Regions from separate parts of the Mus musculus genome. Here region 1 is linked to region 2. A link is a contact called in public HiChIP or PLAC-seq data. All regions are on one chromosome and are shown on one strand. Each heading gives the region's core, a stretch centred on a gene start, on an enhancer-like site or on the middle of the called end of the contact. The rest is flanking DNA. Distances are from core to core; before and after follow the strand shown. Region 1 holds the start of Taf3 (TATA-box binding protein associated factor 3). Region 2 has its middle 190 kb from the start of Gm30957.

What was found. HiChIP or PLAC-seq counts read pairs in DNA pulled down with a chosen protein or histone mark.
Region 1: an H3K4me3 HiChIP or PLAC-seq map of the SCID.adh cell line shows a contact between it and region 2, with 13 times the contacts expected there. The contact joins the promoter of Taf3 here to the enhancer-like site in region 2. A contact is called at or near these places in 12 of 39 promoter capture datasets (the 3T3-L1 cell line, the HPC-7 cell line, HPC-7-derived erythroid cells and 9 more), 1 of 15 datasets of contacts at CTCF or cohesin (pro-B cells), 13 of 115 datasets of contacts at active chromatin or transcription factors (the 230-238 cell line, the SCID.adh cell line, acute myeloid leukemia and 9 more) and 1 of 9 other capture datasets (liver).

The regions. Positions count from the first base shown.
Region 1 is chr2:10,047,137-10,053,368 of GRCm38.p6, forward strand. It overlaps Taf3 (TATA-box binding protein associated factor 3), which reads right to left and starts at 1,473. Exons shown (of 7, transcript NM_027748.3): 1 at 1,099-1,473. The coding sequence starts at 1,264.
Region 2 is chr2:8,750,301-8,756,216 of GRCm38.p6, forward strand. No RefSeq gene overlaps it. Among named protein-coding and RNA genes, the nearest start is that of Gm30957, 190 kb to the right of the region's middle. Within about 2 kb of position 4,026, at least 2 of the 459 cell types and tissues checked have an H3K27ac peak or open chromatin away from gene starts, as enhancers often do. A contact at or near this core is called in the SCID.adh cell line, where this site is marked.

The DNA of each region.
Region 1 (6,232 bases), core at 223-2,722, 1.3 Mb after region 2:
CCTTCTACAAATCATTAAATACCACCGGGTAAAGACACTACTGGGCATTCACTTAAAAGTCAATACACTGTCCCCAGATTCTATGTCTCAAGTTCCTCCCGTGGGGCTGGCTTCTAGTTGTGGGGACATCCCATAAGTAGTTTCAAGAGGGAAACTGGGTATTACTTGGCCACCAGGATTCAGCCCTAGTTTCAACTGCAGTCCTCCATGTGGGACCGTCCCCACTCTCCTAGAACACACCTGAAAGGGCTGGAGCCCTGAAGAGGGGCAACACGGAGGACTGTGCTATCTTTACTCACTCCCAAAACATACACAGGAGCCTTTAATCTCATTAAAGAGACATGAACCAGAAAAAAAAAAGTTAATACATACTGCGACACTGAGTACCCGGAAAACCTCCCAAATTACCGAGTGATGCTTCCCATCACACTTAGATCAACACTAACAGAAGAGCATAGAGGAAGGACGCCGTGCGTAACTGAGATGCTTATTGAAAGGTATTCAGCGAAATCGACAAAACCTGCCTTGAAAAGTAGTAGGCGAAGTCTGTGAAACGAACAGATAGAGAGGGGAGAAAAAAAAAAAAAAAAGGCAGCGACCCTGACTGAGCGGAGCTGTCAACGAGTCTATTTGGGAGCTCAGGAATGGCCAGCCTTGTAAGAAACGGCCGGTAGACGGAGCGCCTGTGACAACTAGTTGTAGTAGTTTGCGAGCAAGGGAGGCAAAAGACCAAGGTGAGCGAGGTGGAGAGCATTCTGGGGGTGGCTCTGGCCGCAGCCGACCCGAGACAATGAGAGAGACCGAAGCACTGGTCCAGGAGCAGCATCGGTGAGAGGGTGTGTGGCTGCGAGCCGGGACCCCGCTTCCCTGCCGGTGGCGGGAAGTTAGCGGATGAGGAAGAGGCACCTAAGGGATGACTGGAGTTCGCAGGAGACGGTGGAAGCCCCCCAGACGGTCGGAGTCTGAGAGGATCCCCATGTCGAAGCCGGCTTCGGAACGCCACCCCTGCAGGGGATGCCCAAAGGGGTCCGGAGGGGCAAAGGTGTCACTCGTGACCGGCTTGGGGCAGCCCTCCCGCAACCCAGCCCCAGTACTCACAGAGTTCAGAGTACCGATGGCAGCCCCGGCCCAGCTGCTGCAGATAGCGCTGCAGGACGTCGGTGAGGAGGTGGCAGGCGCTGAGCTGCACCGAGTCCCAGCCCAGCGCCTGGCAGATCTGCGCCACCGAGACCCTCAACAACGACCTAGAGTAACTCTCGCACATCCCGCTGCGTGGACGCCACCGCAGCCCTTCGCTGCCACTGCTCTCCAGCCCTGCCGCCTCGCCTCAGCAGAGCCCCCGATTCATTCTCTGGGGGCCCCGCGGCGGGGAAATCGTCCCCCCTCCGACCCGGAGCGACCACCTCAAAGCCTCAGCAGCACGGAGCGCGCCAGCCTGAGAGCCGCCATTTTGGACTCGCTCCGCCTCCCGCTGGACGGCCGCCGGGGCGAGGCAGTACGAGCAGAAGGCCGAGAGATAGGCGGCCCAGGCTCCGCCCAGTGGGAGGAGAGCGATCGTCTCGGGATCGACTCTAGAGCCTGGACGCCGGCCGGAAGCCGAGTGACTGGGCGCAGGTGGAGTCTGCGCCTCCCTGACAACAGGTGCCGGTGTCTTTCTCTCCCCGCTGATGGAAAAGTAAGAGGTGACCCTCGGTGTGTTCAGGGGCAAACCAGGGAGGCAGTGGAATGTTAAGGACTTAACATCGATAATGTTGATAGAGATTCAAGTGTGAAACTAGAGAATTGGGAATATAAGCTACTCCGCAGAACGCGGATTCGATTGTTTTCCTTTACTTAAATCTAAAAAAGTAAAAACGAAATTAAAAGATGAAAGATAGTATTCAGAATGAAATAGTGGCCACTTGGGAGGTTTGAGTGAAATCCAAGATGTTCACTCAGGAGGCTGAGGCAATCATAAGCTAGAGGCCAACTAGAGTCACCGAAAAACCGAAAAAGACTCCGGCTCTAAAAAAAACAATCAGAGCTAATAAACTCATGTTGTTCATTGTGTCGTTCAATGCTCTTCATAATATGGCTGGTTTTAAGGAAAAATGCCTACGTGTTCAATTAGTGGGAACTGCCCCCCTCTTCCCCAGTAGTGAGCAAGATATTATTTTAGTGCAGTTTATAGCTAGTTCTAGTTTGCGTCTTACTAGTCACAATACGTAGTCTATCCAAGACGTGGAGAATGCAGTTCCCTACAGAGGTCGAATACTCTGTAAATCCTTGAGACTGGTTTTGTCCAGAGAATGCTTGCTTGCCTTTCCCAGGGCTTCTTCCAGCCCTAGTTGCATTTTGCCTGACGGTAACAGAAACTGTGATGAGATGATAAATAGGTTTGGTTGAAATAGTGGGTTGTCCCGTCCGTCCATCCCGTCGTCCGCCCCCGCCCGCCCCCCCCCCCCCGTGAGTCTCAATCTTGTTATGTTGCAACATCTGCCCTTAGACTTTTGGGACTGAAGTGAGCCTCCACAGTAACTGGCACTTTGGGCAACTGCTGGTAGACCCTGATTAATAATCCCAGTGCTGGGCAGGCAGAGGGAGGCAGATACCTGAGTTCAAGGCCAGCCTGGTCTACAGAGCTAGTTACAGAACAGGAAAAAAAGTTTCAAATTAAAGCCAAACCAATCCCAGTGACTACTGAGTTAAACCAAACCTACTTCGGCTATATTTAACTACTCCATTTCTTAGTTGTGCCTGCCATATCTACCATTGACTATTCAGTATATAAGTTTATGTGCCCTCTCCAATAAATTGTTTCTAGGCAGCTGTGATGGCTAGTCTCAGTTGTCAACTTTAGTACATCTGGAATCAACTAAACCCCAAATGACTGGGCACACTTGCGAGAGATTTCTTTTCTTAATTAAATCTCTTGTAGTGGAAAGACACACTTCTAGTCTGGGTCTTTGACGTGGGACTATCCATCTTTAATCTGGCCCACATCTTCTGCTGGCAGCTTATATAAAACACATAAAAGAAGGAAGCTTGCTTTCTCTTCGCCTGCTTGCCTTCACTCCAGCTCACAAGTGCATTCTGTCACGGGAAGTAGAGGCTACTTCTTTGGGATTCCAGAGTATACTGAAGATCAGCTGAGACATCTAGCCTCTTGGACTAAACAACTTCTGAATTCTTGGACCTTGTTTGTAGGCAGCCATTGTTGGGTTAACTGGACCATAGCCTATAAGTCATTGTAATAAATCCCCTTCTTAAAGTCTTGAGAGCCCAATAAATCTGAAACCATGTTAGTTTTGACAAATGGCAGTCTGGAGAGAAGCATCGACACTCAGTCCATTGGGAGTTCTGTGCCCAAGTGTCAGGAGCCTGTTTGATGCAAAATCACAAGGATACTTTTCATCTCGTCTCGGGCCTTAATTGAACATTTTTAATTTTTTTGTTGTTTTTTTCCAGACAGTGTTTCTGTGGAGCTCTGGCTGTCCTAGAACTCTAGAGCAGGCAGGCCTCAAACTCAAATATCTGCCTCCTTCTGCCTCCCAAGTTCTGAGACTAAAGGTGTGTGTCACTGTGCCTAGCTCATTTTTAGAACTGTTTCATAACATTGAACATTTCCTTAATTTGAAACTCATACCTTGGATTCCCTTCCCCTACTACCTCTTTATTTGCCTGAGTGTAGTGGAAAAAATTCAAAACTACAGAAAAGCTGAAACAAACAAGATTCATGGATTATTAACATTTTGCCACATTTACTATATATGGAAATATTTTAATTAACTTATACTCACCTTTTCCAAGAACAGCTTGAAAATAAGCTGCAAACCTCATGCCACTTAAGTCTGAAAAGCTGAGCATTTATCCTCCGAAACCAGCACCGTTCCCTGTGTAACCATATGTATGACCATATGGCCACGACTCTGGTTTCCCAGGAAGCTAAGTGTGGGATGGAGGGAACTCTACAGCAGGTTTATCTGGGAGCACTCTTGGGACACCAAATGTGGGAGGGAAGGAGTGGGAGCCAGGCAGATACACTGTCAAGGAAGGCCTCAGCCAATCTCAGGGTGCTTGCTGAAACTCTTGGACCTTTAACATTGCCAAATTCATAGGTGATTTGTGTAGACTTTGCAGGAAAGGGTGTGTGAACTTAGGCCAATGTACTGTTTACAGCTGAGTCAGTTCCATGGAAGGCTTAAGTCCTTGAGAGCTGAGGAGCTCGGTACTATCCTATTAATATTCAGCATACGTCTTCTGTTTCTCCTTTGCTCTCTTTCTTGGTGTAAATCTGAAGAACAGCTCTTTCAGAGGTGGTGGGGGTTCTCCTCTGAGAACATCATTAAAAAGGAAAACCAGGAACTGTTACCACTCTCCCTACTGCGGATGGGCCCCGTGTCTATTTCCAGTGGCTTGCTCAGACCTTGTGTGTAAGGGAGGGCTCTGAGTCCTAGGCTTCCATATCCTTTCTAGATTGTGGCTGCTGACCTTGTCAATTCACCCTCAAAATTGAACAAAAGTACCCAAACAGACCACCAATATGGCAGATAGTGCCCATTACCCATTGGGATAACAGCTCAGTCTTCTCCTATGAGGATCGGCTGCCTAGATGGACCTCTCTGCTGATATCTTGTGGCTGAAGTACTAAGGTAACACCTGAAGCCTTGTCCATTCCAGCAGGACTTTTACTGTCTCCTTTGGTAAAACTCGCCCATTTTGGAGATGAGACCCATAAGCCTCAAGAACTCTGGGTTGCAGGAATTGGAACAATTACCTAAGTAAGTCCCTGGGAGTGATGGCAAGTGGAGAATCTTCAGTCTCTAGTCCATGTTATCTCCCTGTTGAGAACCCCGCTCCAAAGAAAAGCCATTGAGTAAAGTCTGTACCGCATCCTCAGAGATTGTACCCCATCCCCACAAAGTATTTCCTATAAGCTTGTGCTTAGCAGTGCCTACAAAGGCCAAAACATCAGCCTGGCAGCACAACAGCTTCAAATGGTATAGGGCAGTAACAGTGGACTTCATATCTGGTGCCTTTCCCAAACACCCACTTGTGAAATAGGCCCTTGAGAATTGTTGCAGCATGATGTTGGACACACTTGTGTTTTGGATGAGAATGACCTCCAGGGGGTCATATATTTGAATAATTGGTCCCCAGTTGGAACTGTTCTGGAAAAATTAGGAGGTGTGGCATTGTTGGAGAAGATATGTCACTGGGGTGGGCTTTAAGATTTCAAAAGCCCATGCTATTCCCAGTTAGCCTTCTCTCTTTCTTCCTCAAGCTTTCAGATCAGATGTAAGCTCTTGGCTACTGCTGCAGTGCCTGCCTGTCCCCTTTATTTCTGGTCTTCATAGATTCTAACCCTCTGTAACTGTGAATCCCCAAATCAAGCACTTTCTTTTATAAGTTGCCTTGACATGGCAATAGAAAAGTAACTGAGACACCAGTGAGTGAGAAACCATGAGCAGGAATGTCCACTCTTAGCCAACACAGTGACTGCTCTTTCTAGGGTTGAAAGGCCAAATGTTGTCACCTTGGTCTCTTTGAAAAGCCTCAAGGGACTTTTTCTGAGCTTCTGCAACCCAATTCTGCAGCTTGGTGGCTCAATCAACAGCCTCTGTCTTACACTTCTGTAGCATGCTTGGATGTCCCTGAGACCCAGGCTGCTGCCTCTTTTTTTTTTTTTTTTTTTTTTTTTTTTTTTTTTTTTTTGGTTTTTTGAGACAGGGTTTCTCTGTGTAGCCCTGGCTGTCCTGGAACTCACTCTGTATACCAGGCTGGCCTCGAACTCAGAAATCCGCCTGCCTCTGACTCCCAAGTACTGGGATTAAAGGCGTGCGCCACCACAGCCTGGCTTTTCTGCCTCCTCTTGATGAACTTCATGACCTTTGTCTCTGTGTGCACAGTCCTTGTTTCTCTTCCACTCTTTAAAAGAATTATTTTATGCATATGAGTACCCTGTAGCTGTCTTCAGACACACCAGAAGAGGGGATGGGATCCCATTACAGATGGTTGTGAGCCACTATGTGGTTGCTGGGAATTGAACTCATTTGCTCTTAACTGCTGAGCCATCTCTCCAGCCCAACTTCTCTCCTATTTCTTCAAAGAACAGCCAGTCCAGTGAACTAGGACCCATCCTTATAAAAGTTTAATATGACCACTTTATTTCATTCATGAATTTGTGTGCACTTGTATGCATATGGATGTGTGTGGGAGACTAGAGTACAACTGTGGGAATTAGTTCTCACCT
Region 2 (5,916 bases), core at 2,776-5,275:
ACACACATCAAAAAGACAAAAATTAATTGCCTTTGTGGGACAAGTTTTCATGTTTGAAGTACTGAATATTCGTGGGAATAGAATTGCTGTGGGTGTTTTAAAAGATCCAGTCATTATTGTGCTGGGGATTTTCATTCTTTATCAACATCAGATAAAAGGCAAGCCTTTAGAGTCTCTCCAAATGTTCTGATCTTCTTTACTCTACACTTTTAGGAAAGACTATTCCCATTACATAGAAGGAAAGATGTTTGGCTTTTGATAGGAAATTGCGTTGTGTTCTGGATGGCACTGGAGCATTGGTGCACATCTGTCTCCTCAGCTGTCCAAAACTCGAGAACTGTAGTCTGGAAATTCAGTTAACTATAAGTGTTCAGTTTGAAAAATGCTCTTTAACTAGAATTTAATGCCAAGAAATGATGGCAGTAATTGAGTTTGAATCTGTTTTAAGCTGATGAGGCAGAGGTGCTACAGGAGAGGCTCACATTTAAAGAAAGCAGCTTTGCTATGCCCTGGTACCAATATGCCTGGTCGTTGTTACCTGTGAGGGTCAGCAGAGTTTAGACAAAAATCATGATTTTATATTTTCTAGAAAATTTTAAAGTAATTATTACTGCAACTAAAATAACAGTTAATTAAGAAATAATATTGGTTTCAAGAACAGCTCCTGCTGTTTTTGTTGTTGACAAAGTCCTTTCACTGTTGATTCCCTTATACATGTTAAATGCTATGAAACAGATGATTTGAGAGCTCTTGTAAGCCTCAGAATGGCTGTTTGAAAGTTCATGTTGAGAGACTCTTTCAATCTCAATGAGGCTTACTTCCAAGTTTCAAGTTATATATATATATTCTTTTTTTTTCTTCATTTTGGAGCAGATGCCCTTTGTAGTCCTTTATGGTTTCTTTTACCTTTTCTACTGAGATCAAGTTTAGCAATACAAAACATTGTGTTAACCCAAGGACATCATGCTCAAATGCTACCCAATCTTTGTATAATGGGCAGAGTGATATTCCATAGACCTGCAAAGCACATTGTTAGAACCTGTAACCAATGGAAAGGGATATCATAATTATAACACTTTTACAAAATGAGTTTTTTTTCTAATTTTTCACCAGCGAACTAATTGTCTTGAATGTAAATTTGTATTGTAAATTCTTCTCTGCATGCACATCACTTCAGTCACTGAAGTGATTATATGTCATAGATAGTTCTAGGCAACTACTACCTCAAATGGAGATACAAAGTGAGACTCCAGAAAGAGGCCTTTCGATCTCCAAGTCCCTATATCTTCAAAGCATTATTTCTAAGGAGAAGTGTTCTACATATTCTTTTCTGTATATGAATACACTGTAGCTGTCCTCAGACACACCAGAAGAGGGAATCAGATCTCATTAAAGATGGTTGTGAGCCATCATGTGGTTGCTGGGAATTGAATTCAGGACTTCTGGAAGAACAATCAGTGGTCCAGTGGCTCTTAACCACTGAGCCATCTGTCCAGCCTGTTTTATATATTCTTTACGTAAAATCTTGCAATTAGTATGTTCTTAACATGTAGTTACAAATTGGAAAATCTAATCTGTATTCAAATGTACTGTGTGGCTAATGGTTTAGTCAGTGAGGGAGGGTGGAAAGAAGGGGTTTCAGAGTGAAGTGAAGGACATTAGATGGCAATGGAGGTGCCCAAAAGAAAAGAGAATAATAAAATAAATGATAATAGAGTTCTAAACTGAGTCCTATGTGTAAACTGTCAAGATGTCAGACATTGAAGAAATTTTCAGTGGCATAAGTTTAAAATGGCTTATTTCAATACTTGAAATTCAGGTTAGAATTATTTAAAAATCTCTGCTCAATAGTCAATACTAAGTTTAAGAAAGTAGTTCGTGGTGCACACAACTGAGATCTGCTTTATTCTCTGACTCTTTAAATCCTTCTTTCCTTGCTTCGGATAAGCTGTCACTCCTGTATCTCTCTACCAGTGGCAAAAATGTCACAGAATTGATTTGTGACACATGATCACAATCTGTAATAAGAACACTTTATAAATTCAAAGGCCAGGCCAAAAGTAAGTGAAGAGGAGAACTGTAAACCACATACTTGTATTTTTTTACACGATTAACAGTAAAAGGGTCAGCACATTAAGTTGGCTACATATATTGCTGTATACAGAAAACCCAGTTTTCAGCCTCAAGGCGTAAAGCACACATGGTAACTACACCACATCCAAGGAGGAGATAAGTGGAGGCTGTACCACATTCGTATGGATACTTAACAATGTGCCAATTCATTATCTTAATTTGGATGGATTTCTTTCTGGATGAAAGTGTTTGCCTGTAAGTCACGCAAATCTAGGAGAAAAATGGGAAGGCAAAGAAAAGATGTTTTCCTTTTAAAGAAAAAATTTTCTAAGTGTTTTAACTAATGAATATGCAAGAAGATATTCCATTCACTTCTAAATTTGATTTGATTCTGCTATATGCTTTTAAAATAAAGGTGTCATTGTGTGTTAAACAGTTAATGTACACATTCTTTATGCATACCTTTTTATATTATTTTGCTCTACTTTGCATGTTGTTGGCAGATCCTGGGTTGTTGAAAATGGCTTAGACCACTGAGTCCAAAGTAAATGAATATATATTCCAATGAAAGCCTACTGACTGATGAGCAAGACATACAGCAAACAAATCTCAGTTACTTACTTTTCATTTTAGCTGTTGATTGCGTTCAATGTCTTGTGTATATATATATATATATATATATATATATATATATATATATATATCCCACATCAAAAATATAAATGCATTTTTCACTCTCTTGAGTAACAACCCCACTCATATCAAGCATATTAACTCCAGTCTTTTATAGACTATCTGTGATCCATTTTTCTCTGTACTGCCTTGCTCTGTGAGAGGACAGCAGACAATCCTGCTGTTTGCAGACTCGAGACCTAACTATGTCTACAGAGTTTTAAGATGAAGGAGCAAGAGTTAGTTATACAGAATGGGAGGCCAAGGTTGGAGAACTCTGAATATGTCCTATCTCTTCAGGTTAAGATTCTTTTAAAGTCTAGTAGAAAGGCAGAGGGATAGGCAGCTGGCAGCTGCACAATGTAGCCCTTTGAATGATCTGTGTGTTACAGGAGAAAATAAACACCATTGTAATAGAAGCTGCTTTAAAAAGGAAGACAATTTGAATTGCTAGTGAATTCAAAACTTAAATGAGACTAACATCAGCTCTTACACAGAAGGTAGTAGAAATATTCTTCTTTATGTAGAATACTAAAATGTAAGACCAGGGCTGGTAAGGTAGTTCTGTGGGTAAAGATAGCACTGCAATTACTATGCAAGTCTGGGAACCTGAGTTTCATTCATCAAATCAGTATAAATTAAGGAGGAGAAGACTAAATTCACAAAGATATTCTGTGAACTTCCCATATAAGCCACGATATGAACCAATCCACAAATGTGAGCCCCCTTCCATGAATACACTCGCAAATAATAAATAAATAAATAAATAAATAAATAAATATATTATCACAAGATTGTCACAAGATAAGTGTCTCTTATGTCTGGCTCTTTACTAGTTTGTATAACTAATCACACAGGTGGGAACTGTTGTCTCCTATAAATTGTCAGTGTGTTCAAAGCACTGGCAAAAATGAGCACTTGTATATCTGAAATTTAGTGCTGAACATTTTAGTAAGTGGAAACCCCATGATAATATGTATGTATCCGTGGTCCACTTAAGATCTTTCCACGTAGTTCTTAAATATTGATAGATATTATCTGTATAGAATGATTCATTCTTTTAAACCTAGGGAAAACTTCCCTGTAAAGGTAGAGACAAGGAGAAATCAAACAAATTAGCGATATAAGAGAGGTGGTTTGGCCATTACAGGCTAGACTCACAACCAAAATATACAAGGTACTTTCTAGTCCTTTAAAAATGCATTAACACCTTGCCAGTCTCCATATGGGTCTCTGGCAAAGCAAATGGGATTTACATGAACATGCAATAATTCATGTTGCCACTGGGTGGCAATGGCAGCTTTTCTCTCCAAACTATGCATGGTGCCCATAATGCAATTTGGTGCCCATAATGCAATTTAGTGCCAAAGCTCTTGGTCCCCAAGTTTCTCAGGATAATCAGGTGCAAACTACACTTGTGTTATGTTCATGACACAACATATGTCCTCTTTACATTTCTTGCTTTTGGACTTATTCCAAAGCTAAGACAGTTACTAATGTTCCCTTATACCCAGCCAATCATGAACTGTATGGTACCAAGTGCATGAGGAAGAAAAGGCAAAATAAAATGTAGTAGAAAATAAAGCAGGTACCAGCAGAATTGCCTTAATGCCTTCTGCTAGTGAAAGCTTGCAGAGAACCTAAGTATCCTTTAGACTGTTGTCTGTCACACAGCAGTAGTGCTATCCTTCATTCTCTTTAGCACCTCGTTGCCTAAAACATCTTCCCCTGGCCCATAGATAACTTGCAATAATATGGACACACACTTCAGAAGTGCAGTTCAGACAGTGAGCTAAGAATGCTTCCATTTCCCAGGATCCATTTGTTGTAAATGGACAAAGAGAAGAGAAAATATTTTGGAAAATTGTTAAAATATGTATGGTAATGAAGGCTTTGCAACAAATTTTGAGGGGAGATAAATGTGTAGACACTTGAATTCTAACAAATTCAAAGTTTAAAAATGATAACAAGGTTTGAGACCTTACCACAGGCTAGAATAATAACTTTTTTTCATGGAAATACAGGTTTAAGTGTATCCATCCGAATAGAAGTCATCTAAGTGTAAATAGCTTTTCTAGTTCATATGAAGGGGTGATCTTAGATTATTATTTTCATTACTACAGTAAGGTGGTTATATCAATAAAGTGAGATAATATTCTACAAATGTGAACAACAAAACAATGAAGACATATCTTTTATTTCTCTTGGGAAATGTACTCCTACTTTAACTTCCAGAAACCTTGGTCAGTTTCATGGGCTTTTCTTAGTAAATAGAACTCAAGTACAAAATTCTCATAACTAATGGGTATATATGACTAAAAACGTAACTATTGCATCTTTTTATTATCCTAGGCCTCTCTGACAGAGGAAACATACATAGATACCATTTTAGATCTATAGATAAACTAGACAGGATAAAGCCAACTTTTAAATCTTTTCCATGTTTCCTTCCTACAGTGCCTTAATTAATCATATACATTTGGGAAAAGATATTCTTCATAACCAAAGAGAATACATTCACTTCTTCCCCATGGGACTTTGTCTAAGAGCTTCAAGGCCTGGACTGAGTTGAAATTTTGCACAGTTGAAAGCAAGACTTAGGTACCTTGTGTACTGTTGTCCACTCTATTCTTGTTATGTATGAGACCTGTTAAATGCATTAGGTCAAAAAAAAAAAACATTACAGTTACAAATAGAAATTTGAAAACTAATTAGAGATATAAGAGAGCAAAAAACTATTTCAAAATCTTCAAATACTTATTATGATTTGAAAACACAAATAAATCCAGTTGTTATGATCTTGTGTCCAGACACATGTGTTCATACACAGACAACAGAGACACACTCATGGAGGAACTGGAGTGCCAGATTGACGAACGGAAGTAGAGCTGAATGTATTTTTAACTTGGAAGAAAATGGGAGGTGGCGTTGTGTGCATGTTTACTAAAATTGCATGTGAATTGGGGCTTTCCTGATATCTTTGTATTTGCAAATTAATGTACAACACTGACTAAGTGTGGCACTTCATGTAAGTCATTTAGGAAAAGGCTCGTTAAGAATGTGTGACCACAGAGAGACACGACCGGGCACACCTGTGAGGCATGGGGCTCAGGAACTACAAGCCATCCTCAACAACATAGACAGTTTGAGTCCAGCCTGGTCTACATTTAA